Linked DNA regions of Triticum aestivum: region 1 is linked to region 2. The links are chromatin contacts, called in public Hi-C maps. All regions are on one chromosome and are shown on one strand. Each heading gives the region's core, a stretch centred on a gene start, on an enhancer-like site or on the middle of the called end of the contact. The rest is flanking DNA. Distances are from core to core; before and after follow the strand shown.

The links. Hi-C and Micro-C count contacts between places; a contact is called where the count stands out from the background.
Region 1: a contact with region 2 is called in a Hi-C map of leaf, with 5 times the contacts expected there. The contact joins the promoter of LOC123125288 here to the promoter of LOC123122404 in region 2. A contact is called at or near these places in 4 of 5 Hi-C or Micro-C datasets (leaf and root) and 1 of 1 datasets of contacts at active chromatin or transcription factors (leaf).

What each region holds. Positions count from the first base shown.
Region 1 is chr5D:429,308,026-429,315,350 of IWGSC CS RefSeq v2.1, forward strand. LOC123125288 (bZIP transcription factor 12) reads right to left here and starts at 4,715. Exons shown (of 2, transcript XM_044545804.1): 1 at 3,976-4,715; 2 at 3,352-3,865. The coding sequence starts at 4,503. The coding sequence ends at 3,794.
Region 2 is chr5D:429,148,143-429,155,248 of IWGSC CS RefSeq v2.1, forward strand. LOC123122404 (histone-binding protein MSI1) reads left to right here and starts at 3,602. Exons shown (of 5, transcript XM_044542597.1): 1 at 3,602-4,299; 2 at 6,889-7,032. The coding sequence starts at 3,676. LOC123122403 (mediator of RNA polymerase II transcription subunit 4) reads right to left here and starts at 3,420. Exons shown (of 2, transcript XM_044542596.1): 1 at 2,100-3,420; 2 at 1-172. The coding sequence starts at 3,357. The coding sequence ends at 2,107. It overlaps LOC123122405 (probable LRR receptor-like serine/threonine-protein kinase At3g47570), which reads left to right. Exons shown (of 2, transcript XM_044542598.1): 2 at 1-352. The coding sequence ends at 352.

The DNA.
Region 1 (7,325 bases), core at 3,465-5,964, 160 kb after region 2:
TGCGCCGACCCAAACGTGAAAATGGACGTTGATGCCCGCCGGCCCGACCCAAACGGACAAATCGTCATCCGTTTGGGTCGGCGTGTTGGAGTTGCTCTAACAAAAGAATCAACGATCAGAAAATTAACTTGCCCAAGTTTACAAATAAGTCCACTTACATATAGCTAGAGTGAAAGAAAGAAGAAAAAAACACTCCTAGCATTAAAGCGTCGACCGCTGATACCCGTGGAACGGTAGGGAGAAAAGCAGCGCTCCGTGACGACGACGGAGTCTAGCTAGAACATCTCCGTGGTGTGTGGTGGATAGCGGCCTCTTCGGCCAATGGCCTTTGCCACGCCATGACGCTTAGCACAGGTCTCAACACAGAAATAGCCTGTACTCCGTACCCCCGTCTCCAGTAGATTATTTGATGCAGCTTCACGCACCCAAAATATCTACGTAAATCTCCGCGGCCAGGGCCAAAGCTGGTGGAGATGGGAGATGGGAGAGATTCACGGCTTTGAAAGACACAAAACTAAGAACTGTGTTTGTGCGTGGCTCCTTGGTAGTACGGCCTTGCCCTAACTGGTCAAGTTTTTCTATTCCCCGATTCCCTCCTACGTACACCTACACCTAGACCTTGGCTGGCATGTGGCATATAGCCAAGCCTGGGCAGCATAGTACCATTAGCACATGGACCAAGTGGCCACTTTGTTTAGAGTAGCGTGTGGCCATCATGCCACGCACGCTTAGGGGGGGCATTAAACATACCATATTTGTGCGTTGTGATGCCAACCAGGGGGGGTTGTCGGAGCAAAAGAGATCAGATCACCCATCACAGCTGAGCTTAGGATCTACGGCGACGTGACAACAAATCCTGACCGATGGGGATACGTACTACTGCCTCCAGGGTGCGCCCTCGTCAAAGAATATATATTTGTCCTTTTTCTTTCTTTCTTTGTTGCTTGGGGAATTAAAGCATCTGTCCTTTTTTGTTTTTGTTTTTTCCTAGCGAATCTGCCTGTCCTTTGTTTATACAATTTTTCGTTGGAGCAATAGCGAATCTGTCCTTGAATGCCGGGGCGGGTGAAGGTAATGGCTGGCAGGCCCGGGAGAGAGAGGCCCCACCCGAGCCACGTTGTGAGCTAATTGAGACCTGTGATGAGGTGCCATTTGAGTCATTGCATGTGTATCTTGAGACAGTGAGAGCAGAGTGAGTTATAGTAGGCCAGAAATAAGAACGGACCATTTACTTGGAGCATTCTCACTTTCTTAGGCCAACTCCATCGCGCGACACTATTCTGTCCGCCCCCGTCCGTTTAGGGTAAAACGGACAAACGAGACGGCCCAACGCGCGGGAGCGAACGGACTTTTGTCCGTTTTGTGTCCGCTTTCAACCCATCCGCGGCCCAAGTTTGCGCCGCTTTTGGGGTGAAAAGGACACCACGCGGACGCGCGGGCCATCTGCGCGTGTCCTCCCCTGGCCCGCCCGCCGGTGGCACAGGGCGGGCCTTTTTTATCCCCCCTCCCTTCCTCCGGCCGCACCCCCTCCACTCTTTCCCTCGCTGCCGCCGCCGCCGCTGCCATTGCAGCCGTGCAGTTCGGACGCGCGCTCGCCCAGCCCCTTCCCCTCGGTGCCACCCCTCGACCCAACCACGGCCACCTGGTTTGCGCACCCGCCGGCCGGATTTGGGGCGGATCCAGTCGGTCTTGAGCTCGCCCGGCTGTGGGAGGCTGGGCCGCGCCATGGACTGGCCGGGCACCTCGCCGGAAGGCCCTGGCAGGGCCGCAAGGCCACATGCAGGCAGTGGCTCCTCCTCTAGCCGCTCGGATCTGCACCGTCGGTGGTTCGCCGGCAGATACACGAATGGCGGTCGGCCGGGCTCGGTGCTTGCCCAAAAGCTCGCCGGCGCACCGTTGCCACTCATTAAGTGCGACCACTGCCCAAGGATGGTCGTGCGCCGCGTGTCTACAACGCCGGAACATTCCGGATGGGTGTTCATCAAGTGCTTAAACGATGGGGTATGTGCTCTTTTTAGCTTCGGTTTGTGCTCTAGTTTTGACTAGTTGTGCTAACTACAAATTTTATTGTGTAGCATGGATGCAAGTTTTGGTATTGGGAAGAAGAGTACATCGATATATTGATAGAGCGAAATTTAGTACATGTTCGTGCACTTTTAGCTAGTATAGAGGCTGCAGATGAGACAATTGCACTTGTTGCTAGATTAGAGGCTAGACACGAGACTAGGTGTGAGGAAGCAACATCGACTTCTGGCTTGAAGAAGAAAGGAGTATGCCAGATCGAGCCTCCTCCACAGATCAACAATGAGTGCATCGAGAAGGCCCTAACCCAACTCAAGAGAGCAGTTATGGAAGTTGGGTATCTTCTAAAATGTATTCTTGTTGTACTTATTTTTTTGGGTCTTACTTTACTAGTCAAAATGCGATGATGTATTCTTCATGTACCGAAAATAAATGATGAAAAGAAGTTAAGGACTTGCAAAGAAAAATGTACGCGGACAGGATGCGGCCGGGATGCGTCCGCGCGCTGGACGCACGACCACCGCATCCAGGACAGGCCCGGACACGACCTCATCGCCCTACCCAAACTGACAGAATCCGGACAAAACGGCCGTCCGTTTAGGGTCGCACGGTGGAGTTGGCCTCATAGTGACGGTAGCACTAGCAGTACACATTTCGTCATACGTGGCCCACAAGGATTGGCTACTACTAGGAGTACGAGACAGACACTCCCTGCGCTGCGGAACGGTGTGGCGTGGTCTAAGCAAACAGTAGCAGGAGTGCTACCGGATTTTTCTCCTGTGAAACACACAATGGCCAGCCGTGGCCACTTCTGGACTCGGCAGTTTTGTTTCGTGTTTTCAAACTAGGAGTAATCACAACGGAAAGGCCGAAGGGAGGGGGAGAGCGACGTCGCGGCGGACTTGCGGGCTTGGCTATTCGGATAGAAAGACGGCGTCACTTTCCGACACCGACGTGCGAACAAAGCCGGGATCGTTGGTTGTAGCTCCCTCCTCCCTCCCTTCTATAAAATACAGTACTACAGTGTCAATTTGTACCACGCCGTCGTCCGTCCATGGACCACGGCCACGGCGGAGAAAACAGAGCGGCTGGGTGTGGGGATGAGGTCGGCAGGCAGGCAGGCAATTTTTTGTCACCCGAAGTGTCGTTGTTCCAGGAGGCAATAGTTGCCACATTTGTGCAGGCAGGCCGGGCTTTCCCTCGCCGATGTCGTCGCCTCCCTTTCTGCCCCGCCTAATCCTAATCCCTCCCACGCGACAGCAACAGCAACACACATCAGATCATCACGGTAACTAATAACAGTAATATTATTACCAGTACTACTAGAACTGATAAGTAGGAGTAGCACCATAATATCATTAATCGCCAAGTCAGCAAAACAAGAACCAGCTGCTGCCTGGCTAATCCACAACGGCTGTAATTGCTAGGAGATCTACTACTGGTAGGTAGGCAGCAGCTGCCGCTGTACAGATTAAGCTGCTGCGTCTTCTTCCCTTTCCTTGCGCATTGCCACCTCTGGTTTAGCTGAGTGACCAAAAAAGATCGAGATAGCCCCGGCCGGCCTAGTGAAAGTCAAGGAAAAGGAGAACATAATACCATCCATATGGATTTACAGGGACGATGATGGATGAGCATCGTAGTAGCAGCAGCAGCAGCAGCAGCTAATAGTTACTAGTAAGAGCTAGCTACTGCAACACTCTAGCTATGTGAGTAGTACTGGCGGTGGTTGTAGGAGCTGCAGCCTCGATCTCGATCCCTCGTGGAGGAAAGATCAGAAGGGCGCCGAGAGCACCCTCTGCAGGGTCTTCCTCACCGGCACCGACACCTCCACTGAAGCCTTGAGCTACCGTCGCCGCCGTGAGGATCCATGGGTGGAGGAGAGAAGTGGACGAGTCAGCTTGCTCCCAAGAAAAGAAAAGAAAAGAAAGAGGATGCTGGCGGCGGGGTGCCTACCTGGTCGTACTTGAGGCGGAGCTGCTCGTTCTCCTCGCGCAGCTGGTGCACCTCCGACTCGATCTGGGTGACGTGGGCCTGCTTGCGCGCGCGCGACCGGGACGCCGACTCGCGGTTCTTGATCATGCGCTTCTTGCGCCGGTCCACGGGCGCGGCGGCGGCGGGGGGGCCGGGCCAGGCGGCGGCGCCGTGGCCGTAGCACATCTCGCGCTCGAGCGCGCGGCGCGCGGGGCCGGCGTCGGGCGCGATGCGGGGGAAGGAGGCCGCCGCGGAGGAGAAGAAGGAGGTCGGGGACGCGGCCGCATTGCGGTAGCAGCCGCCGCCCGGGTGCAACGGCGAGCCGACGCCGACGCCGCCGGGGTGGAACGGGGAGCCGCCGACGCCGGAGGCCGCGAGCAGCTGCAGGCGGGTGTTGAGGCTGAGCGCGGTGGAGATGGCGGCGGCGGATGAGGAGGGCGGCGGGGGCGAGGCGCTGGGGCTGGTGGTGACCGCGCCCCACAGGTCGTCGTCGTCGGCCTCCATGGCCATGGCGACTCTCCCTGGCTGGGTGGGTGGGGGAGCGTCCGTATGTATCTTGCTTGGCTCGCTCGTGGTGGTAGTAGTAGTAGGATGGCCCCTATCTATCGCTCCGTTCGTCGGCCCGGGCGGGTGCGTTTGGGGCGGCCGCTTCTTTGCCTCTTTTGGCCGAGACAGGGATGGGAATAAGTAAGCAGGTGGTTTGCTCGGTCTGCCCCCTCCGTTTTTACCTCCCCTCCCCCGCACCCTCCTCACTCATCAGACAGCGAGAGCTCGATCGAGCTGCTGCCTGGCCCGGGGTGGGGCTCGCTCGCTCGGTCGCACTGCTCGCTCCGTGGCCGGCCAGACAGCCAGTGGCGCCGCGACGAGTGCGTCGCGCGCCTGGTGTGGGCGCGCGAGCACTGTCGGCGAGCGCGAGAGGCGTCCAGGTGGCTCGCCCGGTCCCGCCGCTGGGGGGGTGGGGGCTCGCTGCGTCTCACTCGCGCCCCGGCGGCCAGTGGCAGCGCGCCTGGTGGCCTCCCGCCACGCCCTGTCGACGGCTCTCCTCTCTGTGCGTGCGTGTGTGCGTGGCACTGGTCAAACGCCGCCCGGTCCCGGGCCACATGCGATGCCGCAGCGGCCTGTGTCCCTCGGCCCAATGGGGGGCGCCACTTGCTCGCTGCCTTTTTCTTCTCTCCCCTGCTGCTCATCACCTAGATTCACTCTAGATCATTTCCAGATCGCTAGGTTTGCTCCCGTGGGTTATTCGCGATACTTCTTCTGTAAACGGATCTTAAGTGCGTGGCAGTGCACCAGCCGGAAGGTGCTCCTCCTATTGCTCCTTCCGGGTAAGGAAAACGCCAGCGCTAGGCGCCGGCTGGCCGGCCGGCACAAAGCTTTGGCCGGTCACGCGCGAGCCGTCCAGATATACCTGGTCATGGGCAGCCCGGCCCGGACGGCCCGACCCGACCCGGCCCGATGCTCCTCATGGCAGGCCTCGGCCTAGGTATTGAGCCCGAAGGCTGGGCCTGGGCCCGTCATATTTGCGAGTTAACAAAAAGGCCCAACGGGCTTTTACGTTAACGGGCCGGGCTTGGGGCTGATTTTTAGCCCCGGGCCTGGGATTCTGCGTCGGGCTTGGTCAGGCCCGACCCGAAGCCCGGTCCAGCCCGAGCGATGGCCAGGTATACGTCCAGATCAACCACTCCTAGCCGTGTAAATTCCAGCAAACAAAATGCTAGTCGTAGCAAAAACGACCTCGTTGGTTGCCTCGTTCTAGCGCCGGTCATGTGTGGTTGCAACTTCCTCTTTAGCCGGTTCCAGCAAAATGACACACCGGTACCGGCAGCTATTGGTTGCAGCACACCTCATTGGTTGTCTGGTCCTAGCGCTGGTCATGTGTGGTTGCAACTTCCTCTTTAGCCGGTTCCAGCAAAATGACACATCGGTACCGACAGTTGTTGGTTGCAGCACACCTCATTGGTTGTCTGGTCCTAGCTCTGGTCATGTGTGGTTGCAACTTCCTTTTTAGCCGGATCCAGCAAAATGACACACCGGTGCAGGCAGTTGTTGGTTGCAGCACACCTCGTTGGTGTCTGGTTCCAGCACCGGTCGTGTGTGGTTGCAACTTCCCTGTTAACCGGTTCCAACAAAATGACATGTCGGTTGCACATCGGTGGACGACAGCTGTTGGTTGTAGCAACGGTAGCTGTTGGGTCGTCGTTGACGCATGCGGCTGAGTCCCCCAAGCACCATGGCCATCGGTCACATCATTTGTAGATGCTCCCCGTCGTGTTGAAATGCGGTGGGTTGCCTTCGTGAGCGCCTATGCCCTCCATCGAGGCTGCAAGGGAGAAAAAAGGGGACCACGACATGTGCCCTTCAATGAGGGTGCAGGGGACAAAAACGGGGATCGTGGTCATGGAGGAGAGATTTTACGAGCACGGCGTGTCGAGGAGGCGACCGCGGCGTGGCTAGGTTGGGTCAGCGCATGTGTGGAGAACGGCTGCGAGAGAGAAAAAGATTGGGAGGATGAAGACAAAGGAAGAAGAGATAAGGTGGGGGCATTTTGCAAGACGCACGATGGGCCTCAATCGTGTGGTTCGCGTGAGACCAGCGCAAGCTTTAGCCGGTCTCTCGGCCCTACCCATTTACCCGCAGGAGGGCCCTGCACGTGGAGTAATTTCTCTCTGTATCAGGTCCATTTTCGTCCGCTCGTTTCGGTAAACATCCAAACGCCTAAATTGCTAGTTAGCCAATACCAAATCCAATACAATGGGTCTAATTCAGACATCCGAACGTAGTGTGACAAAAAACGTTGCACTTTAGACATGTTTTCAAGCGACTTTGAGAACCTTAACCACCGTTTTGACTTAAACATCTAAATTATGAACCTGGCTGTAATTTTTTTGGTTGTTATACATATGCTGCAACAGAAACTAAGGTAGTTTGATAGTCTGCATCTTTTCAGTGTGACGGAGTTGGGTCTGGCTGACTAAATACACGTCAAAATCAATGTTTTGGATATAGTTTGGTAGGCAACTCATGCCCCATAAGTATAGGGGTTCCATCATAGGCTTTTCACTCGTCGCGTCGCTTGCTCAGTAGCTCGCCAGCATAGTTTTTTTTTCTTCGGATCCACGCTCGCACATTCATTTGATTTTTTTTCTCTTCTTTTGAAGTTGCTTTGCTGTGGAATGAGAAAAATGTTCATGGGTTTAAAAAATAATGAATTTGCAAAATTTCATGATTTTGAAAAAATGTTCACCAACTTACAAAAATGTAGACGGGTTCAAAAAAGTTTATGGATTAAAAACATGTTTGTGCATTTGTAAAAAACTTCACAAATTCAAAAA
Region 2 (7,106 bases), core at 2,352-4,851:
CAGCTATGGGGTACTGTTGCTGGAGATGTTTACTGGCAAAAGACCAACAGGCGGGGAGTTTGGAGAAGCTCTAGGCCTTCACAAGCATGTCCAAATGGCACTTCGAGTTCCAGACAGAACCACCAGTTGTTATCAGAGGACAAAGATGGAAGAGAAGCAAACACCTCAAACCCTGGCAGGAAAAGAGATAATATCAATTGCTTGCATCACTTCAATTCTGGACATTGGAGTTTCATGCTCAAAGGAAACTCCAATAGACCGCATGCAAATTAGAGATGCTTTGAAAGAGTTGATGAAGATAAAAGACAAGTTCCTCATGCATCTTTCCAGTATGCAAGTGTCAAGTAACTGAAGGATTGGAGGTACTATTCAGCGGAGGCGCTATTCAGTTGAGGTCCTTAGATTATGATCTTGAAGGTACTCCCTCTGTCCCATAATATAAGATGTTTTTTAAGCTAAACTAGCTTGCAAAAACGTCTTACATTGTGGGACGGAGGGAGTACTATTCAGTTGAGGCACCATAGGCCTCCAGGCTCAAGCAGTCCGCTTCATGGATATGATGTAGATCTATGGTGTGTAGCAGCATATTGGCACAAACAAAATATATCAAGTTTACATATGATCATATTTGTTAATTAATATGCAAATATTCTTACCATCTTCCATTCTATTACCTCCGTCCCAAATTACAAACGTGTCTAGATACATCTGTATCTAGACAAATCTAAGACAAGTAATTCGGGACGGAGGGAGTATATAGCTACTGCAAGACTTCTGATGTGCACACAAAACTTGTAACCGAGTGCAATGTAAGTCAGTTTAATTAGAAGTTGTTCAGTTTAATTTTATATTGCTACAGAGATAGCGAGCATATTGTGCAGGTGGCCAACTGCCCCTACATCTCTACAAATAATCGTAACACAATATAAGCCATTTTATTTCAAGATTTTTTTTACTGGAAAGAAAAAATGACTGCTACTCCCTCTGTGAAGAAATATAAGAGCGTTTAGATCACTATTTTACTTCTAGATTTCACACACGTATAGTTTTTGTATGTCAAGAACACAGAGATACCGAGTGCTGATGGGTACATGAATTTAACCCATTTGCCAGCTGAAAGGAAAATTATCTTGCATATACTTTTAGAATTGTTTGACGTTTATAACAGAAGGCAATCTTTACCACCACCCCAATTTATTATCCAGTGGCGCTTTACATGGCTACATTTGATTGCACCTAGTATTTCGATATTTCCACTTTTCCTTCTATCTCAGTCCCCGATTATATAAAACCAAATCTCAAATAAGCTGAACCTAACTTTCAGTTTAACCAAATGCCCACCCTACTAGGGGGCACAACGGCATAATCAACCATGTGAAGTCGCTATATTACAGAAATCAGAGATGAAGAGAGGAATCATGTAAAGGATGATATTAGGCATATGGGATAACACGCCATTAACGAAGGCAATCACTCCAAAGTCCAAAGTGCACAGGTAGGCAGGAAGATTTGAGAAGATATCCATAAACATGGAGTGATTTACTCAAAAAAAAACTTAGCCTAGGACTACACTAGCAGGCAAATACAACTGAAACCTACAATGATGAACTAAAACATTAAATTCATGACATTTATCATCCATAATAGAAGCCAGGTTTTGGGTTAATAGTGGTCGCAAAGGTCAAGGAAACTGAACATCTTGAACTACAAAGGTCAAGGAAACTGAACGTCTTGAACTACAAAGGTCAAGGAAACTGAACACGGTCAAGATTGGCTGTATTTATCACAGCAAGTGGTCCAGTGACTGGTGTACTAGAGTGGCACAAGTTTAAGTCAAACCTCATAGCAAATGAAGTTTTTGTTTTTGAACAAAGGTCAAGAAAATTGAACATTTAGACTGGCTGTATTTATCACAGAAAGTGATCTAGTGAATGCTGTACTAAACTAGCACAAATTTAAGTCAAATCTATTATTTGAATAGATTTTGTGTTGCAGCAGTTTAAACAGACAAGCACATGACACAATACTAGCCAAAGCTTACACTTAAATGAGCTACACTGGATATGGAAACACACAAATTATGAAATGGTCGAGCTTACAAAAGCATTAGTCCTCATCGTCTTCATCTGAGCTCCCGACGTCGCTACTGTACTCATCGCTGCTAGAACTGATAATGTCAAGGTTCACAGCTGCGACCTGTATTGGCTCTTGGGCCCTTGGCACCATTGGCTGCACCCCAACAGGAATCGGCACACTGGGTCGTTGTTCCTCAGGCTTGACAGCAGGAATGATGCCACCCAGCTCGATCGGGTCCCCAGGCTTCCATCCAGGTGGCGGCACTGGAATATCAGGAAGCAGAGCAGGCAAACCTTTCTGCCAACCTGGTGGCACTGTGATTGGTAGCATAAATGGCCGCGGAGGCTCTTCCTCCGGTAGCTCGAATAGCGGCATGGACTCCATCTCTGCTGTGACCCCCTCCTTCGTTTCCAGGGGTTTCTTGGGCACTCCAACATCCAAATCAGCAAACTGATACAGCTGTGACATCCGCAGCTCGTTATCCTGTGGCGCAGGCGGCAATGCACCCCTCAGAGGGAGCCCAGCACCATGCTCCGGCGGTGCAAAGGTCGTGTAGCTTATGCGATGCGCATAGGTCAGGATGTCGTCCAGCTTGAGCTTGGAGTGGAGGGACGCGCCGAAGTCGCCGTGCGACACCGGCTCGGGCTCGTCGACAGCGGCGGCGCCGCGCGGGCGCTTGGGATCGCGGCGGTAGTCGGCGTAGTCGTCGACGAGGCGGTCGAGCACGTGGTGGGCCTCACGGAGCTTCTTCGCGAAGGCGAGCAGCGAAGCGTCCTTGGCGCGCGCCTCGCGAGCGAGCTTGGCGCGCGCGTCCTGCAGGTCGAGGGTTTCCTGCAGCTCGGCGACGGTCTCGAAGAGCTGCGTCTGGAGGGAGGTGAGCATCGACATGGCCTCCTTGGTGGTGGAGACCGGGGCCGGCAGCGGCGTAGGCGCCGCGGACGCCGACGACGACGCGAGGAAGTTGGGGAGCGAGCCCCGGTAGGACGAGATCCAGGCTGCGCGGTTGGGCGAGAGCTCGAAGAGGTTGGAGGCGAGGGAGGAGATGAGGTGGAGCAGCGACTGCGCGCGCGGGAGCGGCGGCAGGAGCGGGAGCAGCGCCGGCGAGGTGGTTAGGGTTGGGACCGCGGCTCCGGCCGCGGACGTGGCCGCGCTCGCGGGCGGCGGGTTGGCCTGCTGCGGCGGCGAGGAGGTGGGGTTCGCGGGAGACTGGTTGGGCGGGAGCGACGGCGACGAGGCGGTCACCCCCAGCCTCGCCGGCGACGGCATGTGGGACTGCATCATGGCGGCGTCGGCGGCGGATTGGGGAATCCAACGCGAGGAGCAGAGGCTCGTGGTTGTGGACTAGCCGGGCTATTAGACACATGAGGTTCTCTTAGTGGGATCCTGGGCCTGGCGTGAATATGGGCTTGACGACTTTCTTTTAGAGAGATCTGGGCTTGATGACTTGCATATAGTTAGGCTTGTCAGCCCAACAGGCCCATCAAGTCCGCAATAAAACCTCGCCTTGAAACCCTCGGCTTCCTCCCACCGATCATTTTGGCGGGAGACCAGCAGTTGGCCGCCTCCACTCTCCACTTTCCCGCGCAGAGCAAATCAGCAATGGACGGCGGCTCCTCCTTCCAGGCCTTCACGGCCGCCGCCGCCATGGAGATGGAGGAGTACCTCAACTGGAAGAAGAACGCGCCGGTGCTCTATGACCTCATCGTGTCCCACCCGCTCGAGTGGCCCTCGCTCACCGTCCAGTGGCTCCCCTCGGGGTCGTCGGCCTCCGCCCGCTCCCACCGCCTCGTCCTCGGCACCCACGCCTCCGACGACTCCCCCAACCACCTCATGCTCGTCGACGCCGTGCTCCCGCTCCCGCCGCGCCTGGCCGCGGCGGCCGCCGCCGAGGGCCGCGCCGTCCCGGCCCCGTCCGTGTCCATCGGCCGCTCGGCGTCGCATCAGGGCGAGGTCAACCGCGCCCGGTGCATGCCGCAGCGGCCGTACACCGTGGCCACCAAGACCTGCGTCGATGAGGTGCACGTGTACCACCTCGGGGAGGACGGCGACAAGGGCGGCGCGGATGCCGTGCTCAGGGGCCATGGCGCGGAGGGGTATGGGCTGGCGTGGAGCGCCATGAAGGAGGGGTTCCTCCTGAGCGGCTCGTATGATAAGAAGATTTGCCTGTGGGATCTCAAGGCCGGGAATGGAGCCCCGGTTCTGGACGCGCAACAGGTGTTTGAGGTAATGTCCCAACAGATGCTCCTGTGCCGTTTCCTGTTCCCCACCTTTATCTTGTTTTTCATGTATGATGATGTATTATGCATGTTAGGTTCTCAACCTTTGAATAGTAGTTAATTAACACTTCTGCCTTCATAAGAAGTGCGGATACCCGAAGCACTCGACTCAAAGTCATAACAATGCCAAGAAACCAACCACAAATTATGCTGTCCTTCGTTTTCCATTACATAGAGCACATTCAGTCGAGGTCGCCGAATGTGAAAAGATAATATAATGAAATCCAACCGAAAGTCCCTGAAAAGGATGTGCACATTCAGTGCCTACAAGCCTGATATATTGGAACTTCCCCTGATACACAATTCTTCCATATCCGGTGGCTAACCAGGCTAGACACATCATTCTTGCACCAGAAACGTTTTGCATGTCATTTTTCTTCACTTTTCAGGCGTATTGGCAACAACATTTCTCTGTTTTGATTTTCTAAATAGCAATTTTGTGTCAGGCAAGAGATGTGCTCCTCCTGTTGTTATTCATCAATTCATAATTCATTTGGACTCAAAGAAGTGCTGTCTTTGAACATCAGGTTAACCAACCATTGTGATAACATGAGAACACATGATGACAACAAAAGCCTCATGGTTATTCATAAGCAATTAAAACAAAATACCATCACCTTGGTTGCCACCACAATTCATCAGTTCCCTATGGTGCTCTACTTTTGAAGATTGGACTTGAAATAAACTTGTTCGCTGTTTGCCGTGAGTAGGAAAGATAATGTTTCAGCTGGATGGTGAAAAACATATTTTATATTATTTGGCAAGACTTGTTGAGTTGAGTACCTGCTTTCATAAATAATGGTGCAGAGGCTGGAGACCTTTTCCTCTTTTTTTAGCAAGTAGCTGGTGAGCAGAGGGCATTGCATCATTTGTCTAGCATGCTAGTGTAGCTACAGTCATAGTTCTTTTTTCTTCAAATAAAATGAGCTTCTTGGCCCCCGGTCACCCTCCAATCACATGCCTCATAGTTCAGGACCTAGCTTACTCAAAAACTACTACAGCAGCTAACACTAAAATGACAGGTTCAGGAACCATCATTACAAATTACTCAAAAAATAATTAACGCTACTGCCTTCATAAGACCTGAGGATACCCGAAGGCCGAAGCACTCAACTCATAACTCATAAGTTATAACAATGCCAAGAAATCAACCACGAATTATGCCATCCTTCGTTTTCAATTACCCAGACCACTATATGTGAAAGGATAATATGATGAAATGCAACTGAATCTCCCCGAATGGATGAGCAAATTTAGTCGAAGTCGCCACTTCATTCACCGTTTTGTCTACTGTCTGCAAACCTGATATATTGAAACTTCCCCTGATATCTCAATTCTTCCATATATGGTGGTTAACCAGGATTCGCAAAAAAAAAAAACCTGGATTGGCACATTAATCTTGCGCCGGAAACGTTTTGTATGCCATTTTTCTTCACTTTTCAGGCATATTGAAACACCGTTTCTCTGATTTTATTTTAAAAATAGCAATTTGTGTCGGGCAAGAGATGTGCTCTTCCTGTTATTACTCATCAAGTCACAATTCATTTGGAACCAAAGAAGTGGTCTCTCCTGACATCAGATTAACCAACCATTGCGATAACATGAGAACGCATGATCTCAACAAAAGTCTCATAGTTCTTATTAAGCAATTAACATAGAATACCATCACCTTGGTTGCCACTACAATTCATCACTTCTGTATGGTTTTTTAATTTGAAGATTGGACTCAAATAAATTTGTTTTCTGTTTGCAGTCGTGTCATACTAGGGAAAAAATACTGTTTTAGCTGGATGGTAAAAACATAAATTTCTATTATTTGGAAAGACTTACTGAGTTGAGTACATGCCTTTAAAAAATTAATGCAGAGGCTGGAGACTTTTTCCCTTTTTAAGCAAATAGCTGGTGAGTATTGCATCATTTGCCTAGAATGTTAATATTGCTATAGTCCTGCTTTCTTCAAATAAAATGAGTTTCTTGGCCCCAGGTAACAAGCCTTACAGTTCAGGACCGAGCTTACTCAAAAACTGCTGCAGCAGCTTAAACTAAACGACAGGTTCAGAAACCATTATTACAAAGTCCTTGCTCATTACAAAGACCTGCATCAGCTGAACAGTGAGAAACAGACCAAAGTAACTGAACTGCAGCATAGAAGTATGACTTCCATTAGCCATTCTCCAGCCAGAGCATCATAGTCCCCCATCCTTATTAGTTGTATTATTTTTGACAACCATTCTTTTGTCCTGTAAAAACATACATCTGTGAACATGGCCCCAAGTGGAAACGTGACTCGTGTAGCTTGGATCCAGATTTTTTGGATATGATGATCTTCACAATCATGATTTGTTAAGCTATCTCATTACTTCTGTGCGTATCTTACTTGTCTAAAATCCAAAATCGTTATTGCGTGGCTCTGTTTTACAGATGCGACATAAGAGTGTGTGGGTGTTTATTTTTGGATATGACAATCTTCACAATCATGAGTATGTAAGCATGGCTGGCAATGTTAAACATCTAGTTAAATTTTATGTTTTTGCAGGCTCATGAGGATGTCGTTGAAGATGTTGCTTGGCACCTTAAGGATGAAAACCTATTTGGATCTGTTGGCGATGACTGCAAGTTCATGATGTGGGACCTGCGTACGAACAAACCAGAACAATCTATGGTTGCGCACCAAAAGGAAGTAAGCCTGCTTTAATTGATAGTTGCTGAGCTAAATGTTTTTCTATGTTGAGGGGGACATAGCTGCAGTACTAC